3 separate regions of the Mus musculus genome follow, and regions 2 and 3 are each linked to region 1. The links are chromatin contacts, called in public Hi-C and promoter capture Hi-C maps. All regions are on one chromosome and are shown on one strand. Each heading gives the region's core, a stretch centred on a gene start, on an enhancer-like site or on the middle of the called end of the contact. The rest is flanking DNA. Distances are from core to core; before and after follow the strand shown. Region 1 holds the start of Osbpl8 (oxysterol binding protein-like 8). Region 2 has its middle 37 kb from the start of Osbpl8. Region 3 overlaps Osbpl8 (oxysterol binding protein-like 8).

Region 1 (3,481 bases), core at 19-2,518:
ACTTCATTAAGTTATTGAAAGCAGATATGCTATCGTCAGATAAGTGTTCCCATCTGTTTAGAGACGAACCCAAGTTAACTTATTTCAGACGGCATTTAGTTAAAATGAAATTAGGTTATGTTTCACGACGCAGATGTCGCTCACAAAGAAGTGTTAAATGACTTTAGTGAATGGAAAATCTGCATCTACTGTTGCTTCGCATCAGCCGGTCTTGAGTGGGTTGCTCAATGAAGCAAAAGCATGCTCCATATGAAACTCCCTGGAACCTGATTACACTCTCCACAGCTTAGCCGCAAACAAAACGTAAAAAAAAAAAAAAAAAAAGTGCAACGAAGACACCGCCTTTTCTCCAGTGTGGCAAGAAGGCCAACGGAGCTGAGGTTTAAGGAACACCGCGACAGTCTCTGCAAAGGCGGGTGCGGTCCGCCTGCGAGCGGCACAACCTCTTCAGGGGCTGTCACAGGAAAACCCCAAGCCTTGCCTTAACCGCCCGGGGCGACAAAGCGCCAGGTTTTCACCCCCTGCGCGGGGGGCTTCCGGCGAGCCCCGGCGTCGCCCTGTCAAACTTCGGGAGGGGCAGACACACTCGGGACCCGGAACGCCGCCGAGCCGCCCCCGCCCCCATCCCAGGTCCCCACTGGGCTTTGTACCGCTGCAGACGCACCTACCGCGGGCCCCAAAAAACACGCCACCCCCGCCAGCCCTGCCAATCTCCCTCTCAGAAGGGACAAAGGAGAGGCAGGAGGGGAACTCGCGGCGCGGGGTACCCACGAGTGCCCACAGCCCGAGCTCAGAACGTAGGACTGAGGGACTACAGTCACCCCAAAAGGCACGACTCCGCTGCTCCCCAACACCGGGCTGAGCGCCACTCACCGATGCGGAGCCCCAGAGGAGGCGGCCCGCAGGGAGCAGGCTTCCGTGGGATCACAGGGACGCCGGAGTCCGGGGCCTTAGTGTCCGGTGGGACCCCCCCTCCTCAACTTCTCTCGGCTGCGGTCGCCCGCGGGAACTGAGAGCCAGCCCGGACGGAGAGCACAGGCGAGCCGCGGCGGGGGCTCGGCCCGGAGCGGCGAGCGAACTCGGGCTCCTCCGCCCGCGGGCCAGGGCGGAACCTCTTCCTTCTCTACCGCTACCGCTCTCGGCGGTGGCCGAGTCGAACGCCGCTGCCGCCCCGGCTGCCGCTGCCGCTGCCGCTGCCGCTACCACCGCCGCCCAGCTGGGAGCGCGTCGCAGCAGAATGCTGTCATCCGCCCTGACACCGCCTTTCTGGGCGCCGCGAGCCGCCACCAGCCTTCACATCCCAAGGCCCGCCCCTCTCGCAGCCCCGCCCCCAGCCCGGGCCTGGGCCACGCCCCCTTCCCGTCACGTGACGCCGCAAGGAGGCGGTCCCCGGGTAGCTTCTGCTGGGCGGGCGCGCAGAGGCAGCTGCTGGCAGCTCGTGGTGATGGCGAGCTGTCATGTCACCTCCCCTCCGCTCCCCTCCCCGCCCTCGAGGTTCCCTCTCAGGAAGCCCTGGGGTGGAGGGCCGGCTACCCGCAGGTCTCTGAAGTGCTCGCTGGGCAGGACCCGCCTCCCGACCTCTGGCCGGGCCCACAGAGGAGGCTGCCAGGAGAAATTGGGGCTTGAGAAGCAGCCAGGAGTCCCTGCTGCCTAAGTTCCAATGACACGTTCACTGTGGTGTCTCATTAGCTGTTGGCCTCACAGGAGGTTTGAGATGTAGACTTCAGTCACGCTGGGATGAAAATAGCCTAGCAGGCTTTCTTGTTATTGTTCCTAGTCATGTTCAGAATCCTGGGTGCCAGCTTTTACAGTCATGAAGTTTTACAGTGAGGTTGGTGACGGTTTTAGCGACGTGGCAAGTTGATAGTACCTCTCAATTTGAACAGAAAGCCTAATTTAACTCTTCGGATTTTGTTGTTGTTGTTGTTGTTTTGTACCTCAACTCTTGGCTTTTTTTGTTTTTTGTTTTTTTAACCATGACCCCAGAAATCCCTCCCCATCCTGTGGAGAGGAAAGGGGCAGAACTCATCACTGGAAGAAAGCCAGTTACAATACAGAAGAAGAGAAAAGCGACCTAACAGTGCAGAAGGAGGAATGAGCTGCCTCTAACAAGGCCATTCTCTACGATAAAAATTCAATTCCTTATTCCTTTATCCTTCTACTCTGGAACCAAGAATTTTTTTTTTAACTTTACACAATTTCCATTACATTTCTTGACAGGAAATCAGATGACATTCTGATCGTTTGGATACTTAAGTAGGCCATAGGATTCTGCCTGTTACTGATGTATTTCATAGCAGCTCTAAAAAATTTGCAGACGTGGCCATTTTGTTGCCCAAAGAAAGAGCAATTTACTGCTCAGTTAAATAATGCCAGGCCGCTGATCTTTAAAACACATCTTGATGCAGCTATGTTAACATTTGAAAAACAATTAGATTTTGTCATGAAGGACTGTTCCAATGAGGGAAAGATTCTGCCACATTCTTCTGTTAAGAAACCTAAGAAATTATATTTGTATTTTACATAAACATAAGGGAAGTTTATTGTTTTCTTGTTTTGTTTGTTTTTCTTGCTTGATTGTTTTGTTTTGTTTTGTTTTTCAAAGAGACAGGGTTTCTCTGTGTAACCCTAGATGTCCTGGAACTCCTTCTGTAGGCTATGCTGGTCTCAAACTCACAGAGAGCTGCCTGGCTCTCTCCTTTCTGAGTGCTGAGGCAGTGCAAGGCAGGAAACATTGTTATGTGATGGCGGTAACGTTCCAGTTTATCAGCAGATTGAAATGTCACTTATCTGAAGCAATGCTGTTTTTTTCAGACTAACAAAAGCCAATGTCATTTTTTAATGAATTGGGTTTTAATGAGATATAATCTAAAAGATAAGAATGCATAATATCTAAACCAAGCAATAATCAGTTCGTGGGAGGCTGGAGAGATGAGGCAGTCAAGAGTACCTGTTCTTGCAGGTCCTGGTTTCTATTCCCAGCACCCATGTGCTGGCTGGTGGGTCCAGGAAATCCCACCTCTTCTGACCCCCTCAGGCACAGGGCATGCACATGCAAGCAAAACACCCGTACACATAAAATAAATCTTTTTTAAAAGTTACCTTGTGAGTAGCTGGCCATAACAGCCCATCTCTGTAGAGTTTAAGACCAGACTGTTCTTTCTACATAGCAAGTTCAGGACTACATAGACTCCTAGAGAGACCCTGTATTTAAAAACAAATAATCAGGGTAAAAGTATGTCCCTTGTTGTTATTTAAATTGTATTTCTTACTGTGACCTGCAGTTAAATATATTTAAACAATTTTCCTAGAATATTAGATAACAAGAAAAATATACCTTCTTGGCTGTTTGGCTGTTTCCTTTGCTTTCACCCTGAGAATTGAAATTGAAGATTGCAACAAAGGAGGCGGCAAATTGCTTTGCCTAATTCCCTTCTGCCTCAGCCCCAATTTCTTCAATTGGCCTTTGAAAATCTGGCCA
Region 2 (3,184 bases), core at 287-2,786, 37 kb after region 1:
GGGTACTCCCAATGACAGCACGCATGTTAAAATTAGAACAATAGAAGATTAACTCTGCTCTTGTACAAAGAATGCATGCAAATTTGGGAAATGTTTCTTATTTTTATAATACAAATCACTTTATTGTATGTAATGAGTAAAAATATCCCAGATAAAAAGATCACATAGCTAGATCAAGGCAGCTACTCAACCCAACATTTGCCCAGTTTATCTTAGTGAACTTCTATACAGCTTGGATGGCCATTGGGAAGCAGGGGCCCTTCACTTAGGTTTTACATGTTCCTGATCAGTTTAGTTACATCTTACATACTCACCCACCACAGAAAAAGGAAAGACCAGTGTCAGAGCTGAAACTAGAAACACAGTAGCTTCCTGTCCTCTCATGTGCCTTGTCCTTTCTGCTCACCTAATATCCTCCTTTCTTGGTCTCCTTTCCAAATGTATCCGTGGTTCTCAAGCTGGCAGTCACATGAGTCCTTCCCAGGGGTCACCTAAGACCATCAGAAAACACAGATCTTTATGACTCATAACAGTAGCAAAAGTACAGTTATGAAGTAGCAATGAAATATGGTTGGGGCTCACCACGTGAGGAACTGTATCAAAGGGTCACAGCATCAGGAAGGTTGAGAACCACTGTACTGTATCCAAACTGACAGCCAACACACACACACACACACACACACACACACACACACACACGAACCAGATTTTCATTATCCATTCATCAGTTGATGGGCATCTAGATACATGTAGCTTGCTTCCATTTTCTTCTGTTATAAGTAGAGCAGCAACAAAGATGGACATACAAGCATGTTTACGGCAAGATACACAATTCTCTGCGACATACACCAGAGTTAGAGCAGCTCTGCCATATGGCAATTATGGTTCTGTGTTGACAAAACCTCCAAACTGATTCCTTTCTCTCTTTCTTTCTTTCTGTCTTTTTTTTTTTTTTTCTGAGACAGGGTTTCTCTGTGTAGTCCTGGATATCCTAGAACTCACTCTGTAGACCAGGCTGGCCCCGAACTCAGAAATCCACCTGCCTCTGCCTCCCAAGTGCTGGGATTAAAGGCGTGCGCCACCACCACCCGGCCAAACTGATTTCTATAGTGGCTGAATAACTTGAGCTCTCACCATCAGTGAATCAGGGTTCCTCTTTCTCTATGTTTAAAATGTGTGTGTTGTTGTTATTGTTATGGTTGTTGCTGCTGTTGCTTTTTCTTAGAGAAAGGGCCCCGTGTTCATCACATTGACCCCCCTCCCAACTGACTATGTAGCAGAGAGAAGATGGCATTGAACTTCTGACCTTCCTTCCAGCCCTAATCCAGCCTGGACTACAGAGTAATTGAATACAAACATTCATTTACATGCTTTCAACACACACACACACATATATTATATGTAATATATGTGTTCATAGCAGCAGTCAGGCTTTCCTCGCTTGATCCCGGCCCCCACCACGGCCATAGTGTAAAGCTGTGGTTAACAGCTTGGGCTTCTGAGTCATTGGTCATAAGCCTGAATCTTAGCTCTGTCATTTACTAGCTGCGTGACTTGGGGCAAGTTACTCAGCATCCTAACTGGGCTGATAGTTGCTGCCCTGGCCTTCGGGAAACTAATAATAGTATCTGATCTCATGAGGGTGTTGTGAAATGATGTGCCAACGCTTAGTTGAGACTGGACCCATCCAGTGGTCACCACCTGTCTTTAGCCATTTTGGAGAGCACCGCGTCAATTCTAAGGGAAGAAAACGAGAGGTCGTGAAGCCAGTGCTGAGCTCAAGGGAGCATTTATGTAACATTAGTACCACCCATCTGTCTGACATGGTGTCCAGCCGACTCTGACGTAGGTCCTTGTCTTAGGAACCTCACAGGATTCCTTTCTCATAACCTTTTCCCCAAGTGTTGAGGTCTCTCTTCCTTTGTAATCCCAACCTCTAAATGTAGTGCCTTAGCATCAATGCATTTTACCCTTGTGGTCTGATAAATAACTCGGCCAGAGAAAGCCACAGTTGTTAAAACACTTGAGGGGGGAAGTGTCTTGGAAACACAGATGTCTTAATTAAGGCGTCTGTTGCTGCTATGACCAAAAGCAACTTAGGGAGGAGAGGGTTTATTTTGCTCACAGTTCCGTATAACAATGCATCATGCAAAGCAGTGAGGGAGGTCATTCGGGGCAGGAACCTGGAGGCAGGAGCTGACCCAGAGGCCATGAGAGGTGCTGCTTATCGGCTCACTCTCCATGGCTTGCTCAGCCTGCTTTCTTACAGAACCCAGGACCACCAGCCCAGGGACAGCACCACCCACAGTGGGCTGGGCCCTGTTCCATCAATCACTAGTTAAGAAAATGCTCTACCGGTGTGTGACCATCCTCATCTTCTGAAGGCATCTTCCCAATTGAGGTCCCTCCCCTCAGATGACTGTAGCTTGTGTCAAGTTGACATAAAACCAGCCAGCACAGCAGATAACTGAGGAAAACTTTTAATGGTAGGATACATCCCGTTTGTCAGGGAAAACTGAGAGCGCAGGTAGCCCTGGAGCTGAGGAACAGCTTTAATCTTTGGCAAAATCTGCAAATCCACAGCTTTCTGGTCAGCCTTTCGCTGCTCTGTAATCTCGTATTTCTCCTTCTCTGTGTCGAAGATCTCGCCCTCCTGATGCCTGGGCTTGCGCAGCTGCTTCTTCTTGAAGTAAGCGTCAGTCAGGTGTTTGGGGATTTTAACATCGCTGATATCAACTTTTGTAGAGGTGGCAATGACAAACTTCTGGTGTGTTCTGCGCAGAGGAACTCTGTTGATGACAAGAGGCCCAGTCACAAGCAGCAAGCCACTGTCCAGCTGCTTCACGAAAACCACTCTCTTGCCCCTGTGGCGTCCAGCGAGGATGATCAGGAGAGTCCGGGGAGTGATGCTGGAGCGTAGCCTTCTCACGTGCTGGCTGAAGGGCTTCTTGCCATGGCTCAGCAGCTTCCGAGGAACATCTTCGGTGGGATAATACCTAGGCATTTTTCGAAGCTTCACCACCCGGGTGCCACCGTTCTTGTCCCCACCAACTGTTTTGGTGACAGTAGCAAGGACCTTCTCTTTTTTCTTCTTCTTCTCAACCTTGGTCTTGGCAGCCGAGTATTTCCTTTTGTACAGGGCCTTCCTGGAGTACATAGCAGAACGGGAGTACCTGCCAATTCC
Region 3 (3,287 bases), core at 159-2,658, 37 kb before region 1:
TTATAAGCATGCACTCTTAGACTCCGTTTAATGCAGTGCTGGGACTCAAAGCCTTCTGTATGCTAGGCAAGCATTCTACTAACTGAACTATAACCAGATTTTATTTCTGAGCCTCTATAATCACATTAACCAATTCTCAAAATCAATCATGTGATATCCTACCAACTCACTTTTACACACCACACACACACCACACACACACACACACACACATCCACACACATCCTCACACAATTGGTTATGTTTTTCTGTAGAACTCTAAGTCCAAAAATATGTAGGCATATGTGGTGGTTTAACTGGGATGTGCCCCATATTCTCAGGCACCTGCATTCTTGGTATCCAGTTTGGTGAGATTGTTTGGGTAGGTCTTGGAGGTATGGCCTTGCCGAAGGAAGTATGTTTTGAGGTTTCAAAAGCCAGCACCATTTCCAGTGTGTTCTTTCTATTCCTTGTATGCCATGCAAGATATGAGCTCTCAGCTCTTCCTGCTACCATGTGTGGTGCTTACTGCCATACTTCCCCACTGTCATACTGTCATACCATAGTAATGGACTCTTATCCTTCTGGAACTAAGTCCAAAATAAATCTTCCTATAAGTTGCTTTGGTTATGGTGTTTTATCAAGGCAACAGGAAAATAACTAATGTGGCATACATATGTCCATATGTTATCCATATGTTATCCACATGCACGGGCACGAGTAACACGCTACAGTCCATCAGTGCCTTCTGCTCTCTTCTGCATCCCAGAAGCTAAAGGCAGACACTTAGTAAACATCTCTGTCTCTGAAGTTCCGAATGATTTGCATTCAGAATTACATTTGGAAGGTTCAAGGGAGACAGAAACCAATCCGTTTTCCATCTGGCCACAGTAACCATGGACTTTGATAACCATGAGCTTTTGGAGTGATTACCAAATGCTTCCCTGTCAGCTACCCATTTGGCACGGCCAGAGAACTGCAGTCATCACTGGTGATAAAATCAAAGGGCAGAAACTCATCTGCTTTCACATCTCTAGCGTTCCCAATAAACTTCTCAGCATCTAATTCCTCATATTCATTTCTTTTTGCCTTAATTATCTGTAGTAATTGTTTTTCTCAAAAGCCATCTAACCTGATCATTTTTAAATAGCACTCAGTGCTAAAGAAAAAACTCAGGCAGGAAAGAGCATAGGATGGGTGGGGAGACCTCAGAGATGATCCCTCAGAGTCAGGATCCCAGTAGCAGGAGGGAACGAGCCACACAACAGCCGGGACAGAATGGGGAAGGAACACCGGGCGTGTTCACAGGGCAGCAGGGATTCCTGTGATGAGGTTACTAAGGAAGAGGATGGCAAGCAGTGAGAAGAGAAGGGCCCCGAGCTCCTGAACCGGTCAGTCTGACAAGACAAACAGGACTGAAGGTTACTGCTGAAAACAACGTACCAGAGAAGATTCAACTTGATTGCGTGGGATTGCTCTAGCTGCTAGCTCTGAACAGTGGCAAGTGAGCCCTTGCTGCTACAATCTACATAAGAGACAATGGTGGCATGCTGCAGGAAGGCAGAAGACATGGTGGGCGGTGCCTGACCATATAGTCAAATTATCATTGATGACCCATATATAAACTACAGAGTAGGTTGGGAAACCTGGCAAGCATTTTTGCCCTAAGCAGCTAAAAATACAAAATACAGTCACCACTAGCAGGTACTCAGTATATTGTAGGAACACTTGGGAAGAACATAAATGGATATGAGCTTGTCTCCAGGTGGACACTCAGGAGGCAGCACTTAGAGCTCTGAATGGAGCTATCAGGGACCCCGCTGAAGACTGGAGAGATGGCTCCGCTGTAAGAGCAGTCGTTGCTCTTGTAAAGGACCCAGATTCAATTTCCACTACCTACATAGTGGATCACAACCATCTGAAACTTCAGTTCTAAAGGATTCAACACCCTCCTCTGACCTCCGGCTCCAGGCATGTATGTGGTATATATGCATACATCAAGGAAAACATTCATACAATAAAATAAATCTTCAAATTAAAAAAAAGGCAAACGAAGCGGTTGAACAAGAAGACATGCCTCTGAGGCAAGTTAGTCTAGAAACCTAAAGTGACGACTGTCTGTCTGCACACGTAACAGATGAAACTTAAAGGAGATCTGACCTTCTTGGGAAATGAGTTGCAAGCTCAGTTCAGAGCCATGTGTTACTTATGTTTTAAAAGATCAATATTTATCTTTTTAAAAATCTTTTTAGCATTCAGTTTGAAGAATTTTCTATCATTACTCTTTACAAAGATAAACTCACTCTACAGAAAAAGGACACATACACACATAATAAAAATCATAGCTAGCATGTGTAATTAATAAAGGGAGCAGAAAAAAGGAAAGCCTAATAAATTCATCAACTTTGAAAACAAAGTTAAACACTGCTAATAGCAAAACTCCTGAGGGGAGAAGGTGGCTGAGCCTCCCTGGTTATGGGTGTCATCATCCATCATGCATGAAGCTGGACCCCGGATAGGATCAAAGCAATGGAAGCTGAGCACCCGTTTCCATCTGTCTCTGCGTCCTAACTATATCTGCAGCTTGACCAGGTGCCTCAAGCCCCCTACCAGAGTGAACTGAACTCGGGAGCCATGAGCCAAAATACCCACCTCCCCCACCCCCTCACTGGCACCTGTTGGCTGCTTTGTTGCACACAGAGCCTTCAAGTGTCTGTGCACTCATCTCCTAAGCTCCTAGGTCTGAAGAAATGCAAGGGTATTTTTTTTTCATTGAAAACAAACTTAATGGTCCTAGGTTCCAAAACACAGGCTTGAGGACAGGATAGCGTCTCCTCTGTCACTCAGCAGCTCTTCAGAGTGCCTTGATTCTGTAGACAAACAAGACTTAATGACTTTAAAAGGGCTCTGTATCAGAGCACTCAAGTCTCACTTCTCAAAGGCTGCATGTTAACTTCAACATAATCACTAACTGAACTCAAAGTTTAAAAAGGACCATGCTCTTTCTTTTGATGTCAGTACTCTAAAAACACGGCCTCAATCTCTATACTTAGCCTATCGAAGTACAGAAACTACATTTTATAAAATTTATTTTGTATTTTGGGCTTATCATTTTGGTCACAGAGCAAAGGGAGGAAGATGCATATACCGAGCTAGGCTCATGCCATTTGTAGCCACCCAGTATTACAGGACACCCCAGAAAGATGGATGGATGGATGGTTTGCAACAACACAGGCTCACATATTTGAACACCTGATGCTGTTGAAGGGGATTGCAGCACCTTGGAAGCTGGTGAAGGCCAGAGAAAA

The links. Promoter capture Hi-C pulls out the DNA fragments that hold promoters and counts their contacts. A called contact is a pair of places that touch in the nucleus more often than the background predicts.
Region 2: a promoter capture Hi-C map of macrophages shows a contact between it and region 1, with 9 read pairs. The contact joins the enhancer-like site here to the promoter of Osbpl8 in region 1. A contact is called at or near these places in 4 of 39 promoter capture datasets (the C10 cell line, the HPC-7 cell line, macrophages and 1 more), 2 of 15 datasets of contacts at CTCF or cohesin (the NIH/3T3 cell line and pro-B cells), 72 of 484 Hi-C or Micro-C datasets (B cells, the BV-2 cell line, the Ba/F3 cell line and 50 more), 13 of 115 datasets of contacts at active chromatin or transcription factors (the 230-238 cell line, CD8 T cells, DN3 thymocytes and 8 more) and 5 of 9 other capture datasets (adipose tissue, bone marrow-derived macrophages, embryonic stem cells and 2 more).
Region 3: a Hi-C map of liver shows a contact between it and region 1, with 1.7 times the contacts expected there. The contact joins the enhancer-like site here to the promoter of Osbpl8 in region 1. A contact is called at or near these places in 3 of 39 promoter capture datasets (cranial neural crest, embryonic stem cells and macrophages), 16 of 484 Hi-C or Micro-C datasets (CD4 T cells, CD8 T cells, Th1 cells and 8 more) and 7 of 115 datasets of contacts at active chromatin or transcription factors (CD8 T cells, the HPC-7 cell line, the SCID.adh cell line and 4 more).

Annotation. Positions count from the first base shown.
Region 1 is chr10:111,162,589-111,166,069 of GRCm38.p6, reverse strand. Osbpl8 (oxysterol binding protein-like 8) reads right to left here and starts at 1,268. Exons shown (of 24, transcript NM_175489.3): 1 at 874-1,268.
Region 2 is chr10:111,126,028-111,129,211 of GRCm38.p6, reverse strand. It overlaps the pseudogene Rpl6l. Among named protein-coding and RNA genes, the nearest start is that of Osbpl8, 37 kb to the left of the region's middle. Within about 2 kb of position 1,536, at least 52 of the 459 cell types and tissues checked have an H3K27ac peak or open chromatin away from gene starts, as enhancers often do. A contact at or near this core is called in the BV-2 cell line, the Ba/F3 cell line, the C2C12 cell line and 15 more, where this site is marked.
Region 3 is chr10:111,199,487-111,202,773 of GRCm38.p6, reverse strand. All of the region lies in intron 1 of Osbpl8 (oxysterol binding protein-like 8), which reads right to left. Among named protein-coding and RNA genes, the nearest start is that of Gm51266, 16 kb to the right of the region's middle. Within about 2 kb of position 1,408, at least 3 of the 459 cell types and tissues checked have an H3K27ac peak or open chromatin away from gene starts, as enhancers often do. A contact at or near this core is called in liver, where this site is marked.